2 separate regions of the Pan troglodytes genome follow, and region 2 is linked to region 1. Evidence: chromatin contacts called from public Hi-C data. All regions are on one chromosome and are shown on one strand. Each heading gives the region's core, a stretch centred on a gene start, on an enhancer-like site or on the middle of the called end of the contact. The rest is flanking DNA. Distances are from core to core; before and after follow the strand shown. Region 1 has its middle 200 kb from the start of TPK1. Region 2 has its middle 42 kb from the start of CNTNAP2.

Region 1 (7,401 bases), core at 1,626-4,125:
AGCAGAATTACTTTCTACAGCTTGCAAATGCCAAATCAAGGATGGTTTTCATTGACACAGTTGATGTTCACCAGGGTGATATAATTTTAAGGCTTGGTAATACCCTCCTGACAGAAACATCTCTCCAAGGACTTATCACTGATGCTTGACAATCCACCGTTGTCAGTTAATCCCTTCAGGTTACTAAAACAATTATTCCTTTCTGAAATGCATATACTCTTGAGAAATCATTTTAATAACTGCAAGACATTTCAAATGAGAGACATAAGACTGATAGCCATGGAGAATACAGGACAGAGTAGAATAAAGGTCATTGATATTAGAAAATTAAGAGTCAGTGGCAACAGTGTATGCTATCCAGACTCAGTGGCTCTAAGACGAGACCGTAGGTTGATGAGTTACTTCACTAAATGTGACCTTTGATGCTCACCTCTAGCAGTGGCTGTTCACACATTTTAAAGTGTTTGGATTGCAAAAGAAAGGAGGCTAAAGAGAAGTGCATGCTGGCCCCTCAAAAATCCATAGCTCCAGCTCCAAGTTTCCTCCTAAACTCTGTACCTGCATCTTCATGGGTCTTCAGGATACCTCTATTGCGATGTTGTACATATATGCCAAAATGAAATTTTCTTCTATAGACTTTGCTTTTCAAATATCTATTACAATTTTTTAAATATAATACTTGCTTAATAAATATTTCTTCAATGACTACATGTAGAACCTTTGCTTGATCTATTTGTACCACAGATTATTACTTATTGCAGTGTTGACCTGCTTAATCATAGATTGTGGAATCCAGAGAAGACTTCAGAGATTTTTCTAATTCAAACCACTCATTTTATTTTTGAAAAAATTTGTAGGGAAGGTAAATTTCACCAGGTGGCAGAAGTAGAAATAGAACTCAAGTCTCTTGACTTTAAATCACGTGTACTTTTAGGTCTTATTTCTACCTAGCAATTTGGATAATTCATTGTCTAATTACTTTCTAGCTTAAGCATATTCTTCCTTCATACTCAAGAGTGTTATTCAGCTTCACAGCTAAACTATATCAATATCAGCTTAAGTTACTAATCCCTTTGCTGATTTTAGATTCAATTTATGGCATAACATTTTTTACACTTCCTTTCAGAAAAAACACAACTGAAATTATTCAAAATGTTTCTGATTTAACATGATACATTGTTTGAATGCCGTGTTGTCCACAATCTCCCTAGGAAATATGCTCCATTTAAATGGTACTGATTTCATCTCAATGCACAGAAGTCCTTGTCACTTGTAAAACATCTTGTGCAGTGGGAATCTGTTTTTAAAAAGGTCAAAAATCTTTAGGGTTTAGTGAATTAATACCATCTATTCAGGGATGAACTAGTGCTCTCCTATTCAGGACAGTAGATGGACACATTTATAAAAGCAGTAGAAGATGTCTCTAGGAGAGTGGTGACATGTTTTAAATTTCATGCAGAATTGAATACAAACTTGCTACACTTGAACAGACCAAAAGATAAAATGTCAGCCTAAGAACTGGGAGAACATGAAGCTTCAGTCCCATGGCAACAGAGGGAGAAGTGATACAAAAGGAAGTGGATTAAATAGTCACTTCTGAATCTGTGACCACATCTTCTCACAGCAATTAGAAGTTCTAAGGGTATGCAGTTGCTATACTTTGTAAACAGTTTGGTGGGTGAGTTATCAATAAACTCTGAAAAATATATTAATGACACAGGTTCAGAAGTCAATGGCATAACATAGGGGCCATTATTCCTTGATGGTTTATCATTTTGTTGTGCTGCTTTCTCAAATCACCTAAGAATTTCTGAACATACACTCTGTGTGCAACTTTGGAGCAATTAGGCCTACCTTAATCAGAAAGAAATGAGCCCATGTCTGTGCCACAGAAACATGAAGTTGGAATTATAGACTAAAATAGAACTCAATTAACTTTGTTTTGATTATTTTAAATTCCCCTGACTTTCAGAATCATGGAACCTGTGGGCTGATAAGACCTGTGTGGTTTGTATCCTTCCTATAATTCTCCAGATTATCTGTCTTTGCTTGAACACCTTTAGCCATGGGAACTGAGGATTTCCTAAAGCAGATCATTCTTTTTTTTAAGATAATTTGCAATTTAGGAATTTCTTTATGGAGCTGGAATTACTTTGATTTTAAAATCATTGACCAATTAGTTGTCTGATTAGGATTTTGTATGGCCTCTGAGATGCATAAGAGATCTTTTTTCTTCTCTGGTACTAAAATGAGGTACAACAAAAAGAACATCTTGGGCTTCCCCTGAGGTTAGAATATATAATTAACATTATACAGGATAAATAATGCTAAATGAGGCCAACAGATTTGACCAAACACCTTCCTCGAAAATATACAAGCAGTCTGAACATTAAAACAAAATTTACGAATAAATATATGTTTCAGTTCATTCAAGGACGTCCCCAAAAGTCCAGGGAGTCATCAATGCTGGGTGGAGGCCTTTCCATTTTCTGTCTTAAACAGAGGACTCCCCCACCTTTCCACCAGCTGCTGGAGGAGTTATTTTAATGTCTTCTGGGTAGCCGAGTTCTTCCTCTCATCTCAGCCCATGCAACTCTCCCTCTTTTAGTCTTCTATTCCTAGGTGGAGCAATTTGTTTTTGAGCAAAAGGAATGGAATAATGAATTTGCATGCATATCTGAGCATTAACACTTTTAGGATTAACTTTTGCAGATTTACAGGCCCCTTTATTTTTTTCTGTTTTATTTGTCTCCTTCTGTATCCTAGGACCGCAGAAAAGTTCCCAGGTTTGTCCAAGCTGGAGCTGTTCTGCAGCAGCTGGGCTAGCAGAAAGCCGCCTCCACAGGGCAGGCGGAGAGCAGGCGATCAGAGCAGTGTGGGCTGCAGAGAAAGCAGAGGCTCAATAGGAAACCCCTGGGGGCACAGGCAGGACAGGTGAGGTGAAGGGGCTGAAGAGGGAATTCAGGCCTGAGGCTTCTGGGACACAGGTTTCGATGGAAAGCTTATGCCAGCCTGAGCTGCAAGGTTGCGGAGGCACTGCTGTGGGCCTGTGCCTCATACAGAGCTCACAGATGTTCTTGAACCTGTACTATCCATTCACACACTGCAGTCAGGGACTTCAGGACAGCCCCTTTTTGCTGCAGTCTCCCTCTCGACCCTTTTAATGCTGTACTCACTTTGAAGGGGAGAAGCTTAAAGGGATTCCATCATCTATCACAGAGCATATGTTGAAGGGTGCATTTCAAGTTGAGAGCCTACAATTTCATAATTGGCATAGAGAGATCAAATTGAAACCATTCAAGTCAACCTTTCGATCTTGCAGCGTGACCTTGCATAAAGGCAGGATGTGGGTGGAAGCCCTGAGTCCCATTCAAGTTACAGGTCAGCCTGAGGCCGGAATTTAACAAAGTGTAACAGCAGAAGAAATTTGAGAGAGTGAACCAAAGATGAGAGAACATGAGGGACATGTTGTTTTGTTGTTTGAATACATCTTCGTGAAAGATTTTGACACCAGGCTTTAATCATAGCTGATAGGTCCATGACAGTACTGGTGACAATTCATTTTTATGGAAAACAAAGAAGCGTGGAAGCTTAGATATGTAAAAAGAAAATCGTAGTAAAGAATCAATATCATCTACTCAAAGACCTAGAAAGGGCCCAGAAGTCTTGGAAATTTCCCTGGGATTTTTTTAAATCTGCTCATTTGCTTCTAACTAAACCAGCGTCTCTCTAAAATGCCAGAGGTGAGGTAAAACAAACAAGCAAGCGAACACATGGTTTAAAAAAATTCTTTTCCTGATTATATCAGGGAAAATGTCTTCTTACAGACTTCAGGGGTTCAAACATTTTAAAAATGTATTTTAAAGATATGTCACATTACATTATTGTTTTCCATTATTTCTAGCACTGCAAGTAGTTAAATTTCCTCTAGGTTTAAATCTGACTTTATGGATTAATCTGTGAATCAATTGTAAGTAACATTGTTACTACGAAAATGAGTTTTAAGTTTTAGAATCATTCATTTATAAACAGTATAGTTTTTACATTGGGGAATATCTTTAGTTATCAATTAAATACATGGTTGATAGAGTTCATGTTTAAAATTAAATGCTTTTAGAATACAATAAAATCTTAGTAAATGTCAACTTGTTAGTCATTAAAATGTGATTTGGAAGAATAGCATGCATTGTTTTCCAGTGGTGCAGGTTCAAACAACAACATAATTGCAATAATTAATAGATTTTTCATTAAAACTTCAGAATTACTTTTCTTCATGGAATAAAGATTCGAAACTTCTACATAAAATGTTGTTGTTATTCTGAACAACTGCTGCCACCATTTTAAGTCTCCAATCCAAAGTAATAACAAAGAAAAACCATCTTTCAAGAAGTAATAAAAGCATATGACAAGTAATAAAGGGAAAAAAGCAAAATTCTAAGATGCCGTATTATTGAGTACAGATATTCAAGTTTAATAGCATTAAAAAAAGCATGTTATTTCAGCAAGAAGAAAATAGATCTAAAAATAGGCACAAATTTAGAAATTAGACCCAAACTAAATTTCAAATGCAATTTGAATAAGATAGTCCCCAACTTATAGTATGACCTGTGATTTTTTGATTTATAATGCTGTGCAAATAGCATTCATTTTGAGAAATTGTGCTTTGAATTTTGATTGAAAGTTTTTTGTTTTGTTTTGTTTTGTTTTTTGTTTTGGATACAGAGTCTCGCTCTGTCACCCAGGCTGGAGTGCAGTGGCACGATCTCAGCTCACTGCAACCTCCCCCTTGTGGGTTCAAGCAATTTTCATGCCTCAGCCTCCCCAGTAGCTGGGACTACAGGCGTGGGACACCACAACTGGCTAATTTTTGTATTTTTAGTACAGAAGAGGTTTCACCATGTTGGCCAGACTAGTCTCGAACTCCTGACCTCATGTAATTCACCTGCCTTGTCCTCCCAAAGTGCTGGGATTACAGGTATGAGCCACCGTGCCCAGACAATGCAAATTTTTAAATAATAACTTTATTATAGAATAGTCTGTGTGTGAAGTGATTTTTTCCCAGTTGTAGATTAGTGTAAGTGTTCTGAGCATGTGTAAGGTAGGTGAGGCTGAGTTAGGATGTTCACTTTGTTAGGCATATTAAATGCATTTTCAACTTATATTTTTCACTTAAGATGAGTTTATTGGGCTGTAATCCTATCATAAGACAAGGAGCATCTGTATAGAGATTACGGTCATAGATTCTCAAATTGTATAAATGAATTGTACCATGGTAATGAGAACATGATGTGGTGAGAAAACAATATTTGTTTCCACCTAGAGTCTTGGAGTTTTATTACAGGCCATTACAAAGATACTACAGAGTGATCCTTGTATCTTTCATTCAGTTTCCCCTAATGGTTCCATCTTATATAGTTATAGTACAGTATCAAAACTATAATAGGAAACGGATGTTGGTACAATGCGTATCAGTCTGTTTTGTGTTACTATAAAGGAATACCTGAGGCTGGGTATACTTATAAGGAAAATAGGTTTATTTGGCTTATGGTTCTGCAGGCTATACAAGAAGCATGGTGCCAGTACCTGCTTCTGGTGAGGGCCTCAGAAAGTTTACACTCATAGCAGAGGGTGAAGGGAACCTGGTGTGTCACATGGCAAAGAGAACAAGAGAGAGAAAAGATGACAGACTCTTTTTAAAAAAGAATTTCAACTTTTATTTTAGATTCAAGGAGTACATGTGCAGGTTTTTTACATGGTATATTGTGTAATGCCGAAGTTTGGAGTACGACGGATCCCATCACCCAGGTACTGAGTACCCAATAAATAATTTTTCAACCCTTGTCTTCCGTTCCTCTCACCCTCCACTAGTAGTCCCTAGTATCTATTGTTGCCATCTTTATGTCCATGAGTAGTGCCCAACATTGAACTCCCACTTAAAAGTGATAACGTGTGGTATTTGGTTTTCTGTTCTGCATTAATGTGTTTAGGATAATGGCCTCCAGCTGCATCCATGTTGCTGCAAAGGACATGATTCCATTCTTTTTTATGGCTGTGTTATATTCCACGGTGTATATGTACCACATTGTTTTAAATCTGGTCCACCACTGATAGACACTAGGTTGATTCTATGTTGTTGTTATTGTGAATCGTGCTGTGACAACATACAAATGCATGTGTCTTTTTGGTAAAACCATTTATTGTCTTTTGGATATGTACCCAGTAATGGTATTGCTGGGCCAAATGGTAGTTCTGTTGTGTGTTCTTTGAGAAGTCTCCAAACTGCTTTCCACAGTGCCTGAAGTAATTTCCATTCCCACCAACAGTGTAGCAGAGTTCCCTTTTCTCTGCAGCCTTGCCAGCATCTGTTTTTTGACTTTAATAATCGCCATTCTGGCTGGTATGAGATGGTGTCTCACTGTGATTTTATGTTTCTCTGATGATCAGTGATGTGGAACATTTTTTCACATGTTTGTTGGCTGCTTGTATATCTTGTTTTGAGAAGTATCTGTTTAAGTCTTTTGCCTACTTTTTAATGTTGTGTTGTTGATGATTAGTTTTAGTTCCTTATAGATTCTGGATATTAGACCTTTGTCAGATGCATAATTTGCAAATATTTTCCATTCTGCAGATTGTCTGTTAACTGTTGATAGTTTCTTTGGCTGTGCAAAAGGTCTTTAGTTTAATTAGCTTCCACTTGTCAATTTTTGTTTTTGTTGCTATTGCTTTTGAGGACTTAATCATAAATTCTTTCCGAAGGTCGACATCCAGAATGGTGTTTCCTGGGTTTTCTTTTAGGATTCTTAAAGTTTGAGGTCTTACATTTAAATCTTTAATCCATTTTGAGTCAATTTTGGTATATGGTAAAAGGTAGAGGTTCAGTTTCATTTTTCTGCAGATGGATAGCCAGCTCTCACAGCACCATGTATTGGATAGGGAGTCCTTTCCCTATTGCTTATTTTTGTCAACTTTGTTGAAGATCAGATGACTGTAGGTGTGTGGCTTTATTTCTGGGTTCTCTAAACTGTTTCATTGGTCTGCGTATCTGTTTTTGTACCAGTTCCATGCTGCTTTGGTTATTGTAGCCGTATAGTATAGTTTCAAGTCAGGTAATGTGATGCCTCTGGCTTTGTTCTTTTTGCTTAGAATTGCTTTGGCTATTCAGGCTCTTTTTGTTCCATATGAATTTCGGAATAGTTTTTTTTTCCGGTTCTGTGAAAAATGACCTTGGTAGCTTGATAGGAATAGTGTTGAATCTGTAGTTTGCTTAGGAGAGTATGGCCAAGCATTTTTAATTATATTGACTCTTCCAATCCATGAGCATGGAATGTTTTTCTATTTGTTTGTGTCATCTATGATTTCTTTCAGCAGTGTTTTGTAATTCTCCTTGTAGAGATCTTTCAC
Region 2 (7,401 bases), core at 1,948-4,447, 1.1 Mb after region 1:
ACACAGGCACATGCATGAACACATCCACAAACACTGTTCTGATTTTTTTCCATGTTAGTTTTGCTTTTACTAAAACTACACACAAAAGGCATAGTAGAGTATGTAATTTTTGATATTAGATTTGTTTGCTTAATGTGTTTTGAGATTCAGTCATGTTGTTATATAAATCAACAGGTATTTTTACTCCCGGGTAGAATTCAATTGTTTGAGTATACTACAGTTTGTTTATCTATTGTCCAACTGATAGATATTTGAGTCGTTGACAGTTTAGAGCTGTCGTAAATAAATTTGTTATAAATATATCTTACAAAAGTATTTTTATGTATTTGTAATTTTATTTCTTTGGGATAAATACCTAGTGGTATAACTGTATTATAATATAAGCGTATATATTTAACTTTATAAGAAAACTGGAAATTGTTTTTCTTTTTTTATTTTTTTGAGACGGAGTCTTGCTCTGTCGCCCAGGCTGGAGCACAGTGGTGCGATCTCGGCTCACTGCAAGCTCCGCCCCCTGGGTTCACGCCATTCTCCTGCCTCAGCCTCCCGAGTAGCTGGGACTACAGGCGCCCGCCACCACGCCCGGCTAAATTTTTGTATTTTTAGTAGAGATGGGGTTTCACCATGTTAACCAGGATGGTGTCGATTTCCTGACCTTGTGATCCGCCCGCCTCGGCCTCCCAAAGTGCCGGGATTACAGGCGTGAGCCACTGCGCCCGGCCTGGAAATTGTTTTTTATGTAGTTGATCCATTTTAACTCCCACCAGCATTATATAAAAGTTCCAATTACTCTACTTCCTTGTCAACATGTGGTCTTATTTGCCTTTAATTTTGTTCATCTCATTGGTTATGAAATGGTCTCATGGTTTTAATTTGCATCTCTCTAATTAAAAATATATTATACATTTTTAACATTTTTATAGATATTTTAATATTCTTTTATATGAGATGACTCTCCACACTTGTGACCACTTTTGAAAGACAGGTTTCTGGCTTTTTATTAATGATTTTTAGGAATTCTTTATGTATTTTGTAAACAAATCTTTTGTCAATTACATGTAATGTACTATAGTCTCCCAGCCTGAGGCTTTCCTATTTATTTTATCTAGTTGTGAATTCCAGTGAGCAGAAGTTTTAAATTGTGGTAAAATTCACATTTTTTCCTCTTTCTTTGTATAATTAGTGTTTTCATGGTCTTACATAAGAAAGCTTTGCCTCCTTCAGGATCATATAGATTTTATTTTATGTTCAAGAATCTCTTATTTTATTTTCTGTGTTTTTATGTGAATCATGAGGTAGAAGTTAGTTCATTTTCTTCATTCATTTATTTATTTGTTCCTCTTCCATTAATTGCAAATTTCCTATTGAATAGTTGTGACACATTTGACAAAAATCAGTAAATCAAATATATGTGAGTCTATTTCTGGATATTCTATTCATCATGCATAGATTTTAAAATTATTATTTGAAGTCAATGAAGAGGGATTCAAAATGAATGATGCAAGTTTCAACCTCATGGAGGTTGAAAAAGAAGAGAATATTGAACTCAAAATTAGCTGAAGGAAGAAAATAATAAAGGTGTATTAGTCAGCTTGGACTGCCATAACAAAATACAGTAGACTGCGTGGGTTAAACAACAGAAATTTATTTCTCACAGCTCTGGAACCTGGAAGTCCCCCATCAAGGTGCCAGCCAATTTGGTTCCTGGTGAAGGCTGTTTAGTGGCTTGTAGGTACCCACCATTTTGTTGTGTGCTGACACTGCCTTCCTTGTTGGATGAGAACACAGACAGCGGAAATGAGAGAGAGGGAGAAGGCAAGCTCCCTGGAATCTCTTCCTCTAGGGACACAAATCCTATCACAGAGCCCCACCTTCATGGCCTCATCTGATCCTAATTACCTGCCAAAGGCCTCACCTCCAAACACCATCACATAAGACATTAGAACTTCAACATACACATTTTGGAGGAACACACACATTCAGCCTACAACAAAAGGTAAAAACAGAAATCAATAAAACAAAAAATGAACAAAATATTTAAAAAACTTCCAAAGCCAAATTTGGTCATTTGAAAAGACAAAGTTGACAAAATCCTAGCAAAACTGATTATGAAAAAAAAAAAATTAAGGAGAGAAAAAAGGGGAAAAGACCAGTTACGAATATCAGCAATAGGCATCAGAATATCATGACATACCTAAGAGTCATAGGATAATAATATGAACATTTTATGACTAAAATTTCAACATCTTAGATTAAATGGACACAAATTTTAAAAGACACAATTTGCTTACACTTATTTGTTTTCTATTGATGTGTAACAAATTACCACAAATTTGTTGGCTTAAAACAACATACTTTTATTTCACAATTTCCATGGATCAGGAGTCAAGGTACAGATTACCTAGGTCAGGTAGGTGCCCATGCTCTGCTGATGCATTGAAGCTCTCTGCTTTCTTCTTCTCTGTCGTCTAGTCCCACTTTTAAAGGGTTTATGTAACTACGTCAGCACCCCACCCCCAGCCCAGTAATACGGGAAGGGGGCAGGGAAGTGCTGGGTAGAGAAGGTTGGGGTCCCTGGCGAGGGCTGCACCCTAGGGCCTGTGACCAAGGACCTAAGTAAGAACAGGCACTCCTGTTTTTTATGCCTGAATGTTGCATTTTCCAAGACCACCCTGGCCCACCACTCCCCCCATTCCTGTGCCCATATAAACCCGAGACCTTAGCAGGCACACACACAAGTGGCTGAATGTCACGTGGAGCAGAGGAACCCAGTGACAGACAGCAGCCAGGAGGGGCGGGGGGGTATGGCAGAGAAGGAGGGAAGAGGAGTCTGAACGTTGAGAGGAGTTCAGCCAAGAACAGCTGAACTCCAGGAGAAGATTATCTCCCCCACTCCCCCACCTTCTGGATCCCCATCCATCTCACTGAGAGCCAGCACTCAATAAAACCTTGCACTCATCCTTTGATCCTGCATGAGATCCGATTCTGGGACACTGGGCAAGAGGTCAGGATACTGAAGGCTGTCACACTGGCCCTCTGCCCCTGCGATAAGACAGAGGGTCCATTGAGCTGATTAACATTCAAGCTGCCTGTGGACTGCAAAGCTGAAAGAGCTTTGTAATGCTGGGGCTGTGGGCACACACCCCTAGACACTACTGCAAGACAGACAGCCCAAAGCACTCTCCATGGCCTCTGCACCTGCCTGTCTGCATGCTCCCCCTAGTGGTTTGAGCTTAGGGGCAACTAAACAGGCCAGTCACACTGCTGTCAAACATCTTGCAAGGGGAATCAGGAAACTCTCCCATTTCACTAGGAAAATCTCCCTTTTGACTATCATAAAGTCAAATAATTAAAAGCCTTAATTGTATCTGTAAAATTATTTCACTCCTGCCATATAAAATAGTAACAGGAGTGATATCCAATTATACTCACATATTCTTCTCACACTTAAAGAAGTAGGGACTGTACACTTGGGAGCGAGAATCTCAGAGTCATCTTAGAGTTCTGCCTCCTACAGTGACAGAAAACATCTGGAGAACCGTATTGCATGAAAAAACATTGAATTAATTATCAAAAACTTTTTCAAACCAAACACTCCAGTTCAAGATGACTTTACTGGTGAAGCCTAATCAACATATAAATAATAAATAATAACAACTTTGAACATACAGTTTCAAAAAGTGAGTAAGGAGGAAAACTATCAAATTATTGTAGGGCTTGCCAGCATAATCCTGACACCAGAATCTCATAAAGATATCACCAAAAAAGCATTTGTCAATATCTTACATTAAAATAATCATAAATTACATGTCCAAATAATAACAAATCAAACGTGATAATATCGATTTGATTGCAGTACTTTATAACATGTTCTAATATCTGCTTAGACAACCTCTATTTCTAGTCTTCAAATTTTCCTTGTGTATTCTTAGGCATTTATTTTCCATACAATATTTAATATAATTGTATCAAATTCCAGAGGAATTTTGCTTTTCCTAAATGGCTTTTCCTACTTGGAATTATGGCCTTTCCTACTTGGAATTATGTTAAATTAACACATTAAATTTGGGAGAGTTGAAATTTTCATGTTTTGGATTTTACTTTCAAAAATATCATATGGGCATTTATTTGTTTGCTTTCATAAACCTTTATAGATTAAGTAATAGTGTTCTTTTATCCTGATAAACTATGTTATAATTTTGTGAATATTAGAAATGGAATTTTCTTTCTACTTCATTTTGTTAATTTTTATTTTTAAACTAAGGAGCATTATAATTTTTATATTTATATTTTATCCTGTTAATTCATTAATCAACTTATTCTCATTTTCCTAGGTAAACAAGTCTATCAAAAGAATAAAAACAATAGTGGAAAAAACTTCACCTACTTTTTTCCAAAGTTTGTAGCAGTTTCTTGACCCATTGTATTTGCTATCATCTTCAACACAGTATTTGAAGCCAGTATACATGAAAGGCTTCTGTCTCTATCTCTTATATGAAAGAAAAAAATTCATTTTGTTATTGTGGATAGTAAGGGATGTTTGTGTTTGGTTATTAATTATGTAAGGTTCTATCACTATGATAAAATGATCAGAAAGAATGTTAAATGGCTAGGTGTTATTTTTTACAGACCAAAGTTTGCAAAGTATATGTAAATAAGAGAAAAAGAGATTATATTTGAAAAAAAAAATAATTGTTAAAAGATGGAGCCCACAAAAATATCCTTTCTTACTCTTTGTGTACATTAAGGGCATTTAGTGTTTTCATTCTCCTAAATAACATCATATGCATATTTCTACTCCAGCTTTTCATAAAATACTCTTGTAATTGTAACTATGAAGGATTAATCAAGAGAAGGAAATGTCAACGTCCTTTACACACTAATGCAATAGGGGAAAAGTGACTACAAAGCAATAATGTGCTTAAATATCTTAATTTGACATTTATCAGAAGCCTGACTCTGTGAGAAGTAGAGAAATGTTCAAGAGCACAACTAATATTCCCTTATTTGAAGGAAGATAGCAGTGATAATATAAACTAGCACAGACCAAATGGAATGTAAATGGTGTAGAAAGAAAAAATTATTGGGATGTAGAGGAAATAATAAGGCATCAGGATGTATTGTGACTTAAACTGAACCCTGATGAAAGGGTGAAATTGGATGAGTGGTTGTCAAGCTGTGAGAAAATCCTTGTGGGCTTGTTGCCTTGTTTTGATCAACATGAAAACATTGTCTTTGCAATAGCTAAAGACACACATGGTTCCATATCTGGTGGACAAAAGATACGATTGAACCTATTGGAACAGATTATGTCACAAGGAATAGCAAGAAGAGAAAATTGCTGGATGTAAAAGGAAGAAGGTTAAGTAAATTGGGCACTTGTTAAGTGTAAAAATAACATTATATATATTGTCCTTACAAGAGGAAAAGGCAGTTAATTTCACTTAATTCCTAGGATTCTTCCTAAAAAGTATAAGGTTTGCTTCTTGGAATATACAGGCTTTGTCTCAGAACTAAATGTGAGCGATTTTGCAGTGAACAGTTCTCCTTCAACAACATCATGGTGCACCCAAGCAAAATGAAGTATCTGTGGACAGATTTACAGTCACTGAGGCATACTTAACACTATAATAATGATTGAGCTGTTGTCTTGCTAATGACTTCAAAAGTTTTTAAGTCTTTCTTCGGTGTGCCAGCCAAAAATATCGTTATTTGGAAGCTCATTGTCAATAGAATTAAGTTAAGAATCACTTAACTTAGTTGTGTGTGACTTCCGTGAACACTACCAAATGTGCAGAGCAGCAGATTCTTCAAGGGTTAACTTTTACATGCTGCCTGTATGATCTATAGATGTTCTTTAAAGAATCAAATATGTCTTTATCTTCTCTTAGAAGATAAAGGATAAATCATAATTGTTTTATAAGTACTGTATATGTGAATTAGCTTATGAGAAACTCCTCAGCCAAGAATAATGAATGAGGTCCTTGTTTCACAAGATCTCAAAAAATAAGAAGAAAGAAAGATGTTGAACAGTCGTTTTTAAATTGTATACTTGCTATATATACGCAAAGGATAGAATGGAATATTTCCTTTAAGAAGAATAAAATATGCTCGATGATCTTGGACCTCTATTCCCAAAAGATATATTGTACCAAGAGCGAAGTGGTGGCAAACTAGTAAGAATTGATGTGGGTGAATTTTAACCCATTCTAGATAAACATGGGGAAGGTGGAGGGAGCATAGAGAAAGTTTGGAAGTAAGCTGAAGATGTTAGAGATGCAAAACCAGAGGTGAGTAGAGCAAAATCATGAAAGTTTTGACTCTAATGGTGAGGATATAAAAATTACCTGGACAGTAAATGGTGGTATTAATAAATTCATGCCTTCTGTAATCCTTGGGACCCTCTTAATTTTTTCGTCTTGTTCCTCCTTTTCAACAACTGGCTAATTCTTCTTTCCAGATAAGGGAGGATGAGGGTTTGGCTGGCAGTGGTCAAGGCGGATAGTAAAATGCAAAAAAAAAAAAAAAAAAGGAAGTTGCGAGTGTTGTCCTGGTCATTCTCTTCTCATTAACCTGCATAGCATAATTAAATGGTTCTCACCATTCAGATCTCAACTCTAAGTTCACTCCCTCAATGTGACAAGTGACTAGGTCTCTATAACTTGCTGTATGAATTCTAACATTCTGTCATTGCAAAGGCAATGATCTATTATAGGATGATCTATTATAGTTACAGTTTGTATTTTGGGTAACCTTTTGACCAATATCTTTCTGCCTCTTTAGTCAATATGCTCTTTGAGAGTAGAAAGCATGCTCCTTCTGCTTAGCACCTCATGTAACACCGGACTTATAGTAGGTACCCAAATATTTTTGAACAAAAAAATGAATGTAGCAGTGAAATTCCATGAGAAGCATTTAGACTTTTTTTTTTATAATGTATAAACTTTTCTATTGATAAAGTACTGAATAAAATTGAAAATATAAATCTCCCATACTCAGAATGGAACTTGAAAGTATGGTCAGAGATGACTGATGAACAGAATTTCTTTTAATTTAAACATTTCTTTTTTGCTTGTTGTGGTTTCCATTTTATCTAAATAAAAGTGATAATTCAATTTACGTGTGTAGTTTCAAAATAAATAAACTGCCATACTCTAAAAAGTATTAAAAAGGAATGTAGAATGAGACAATAAATGAATCGAGAGTGTAACTTGGAAAAGTGTTCACATTTAGGGTAATGGAGAAAAACGATAACAGTAGGAAAGGAGATAAGAAAGAAATATTAAACAGTGAATATAATAACAAGACAATTGTGTAACATCATTAATCAAAGAGGAAACATCTGAGATCTTATTAACTTCACAAAAAGGCAAAGAAAATAAGTGTTCATTGAGCACCTGC

What was found. Hi-C and Micro-C count contacts between places; a contact is called where the count stands out from the background.
Region 2: a Hi-C map of induced pluripotent stem cells shows a contact between it and region 1, with 2.5 times the contacts expected there. The contact joins two enhancer-like sites. A contact is called at or near these places in 2 of 7 Hi-C or Micro-C datasets (both in induced pluripotent stem cells).

The regions. Positions count from the first base shown.
Region 1 is chr6:160,158,441-160,165,841 of NHGRI_mPanTro3-v2.0_pri, forward strand. No RefSeq gene overlaps it. Among named protein-coding and RNA genes, the nearest start is that of TPK1, 200 kb to the left of the region's middle. Within about 2 kb of position 2,876, at least 1 of the 24 cell types and tissues checked has an H3K27ac peak or open chromatin away from gene starts, as enhancers often do. A contact at or near this core is called in induced pluripotent stem cells, where this site is marked.
Region 2 is chr6:161,228,409-161,235,809 of NHGRI_mPanTro3-v2.0_pri, forward strand. No RefSeq gene overlaps it. Among named protein-coding and RNA genes, the nearest start is that of CNTNAP2, 42 kb to the right of the region's middle. Within about 2 kb of position 3,198, at least 2 of the 24 cell types and tissues checked have an H3K27ac peak or open chromatin away from gene starts, as enhancers often do. A contact at or near this core is called in induced pluripotent stem cells, where this site is marked.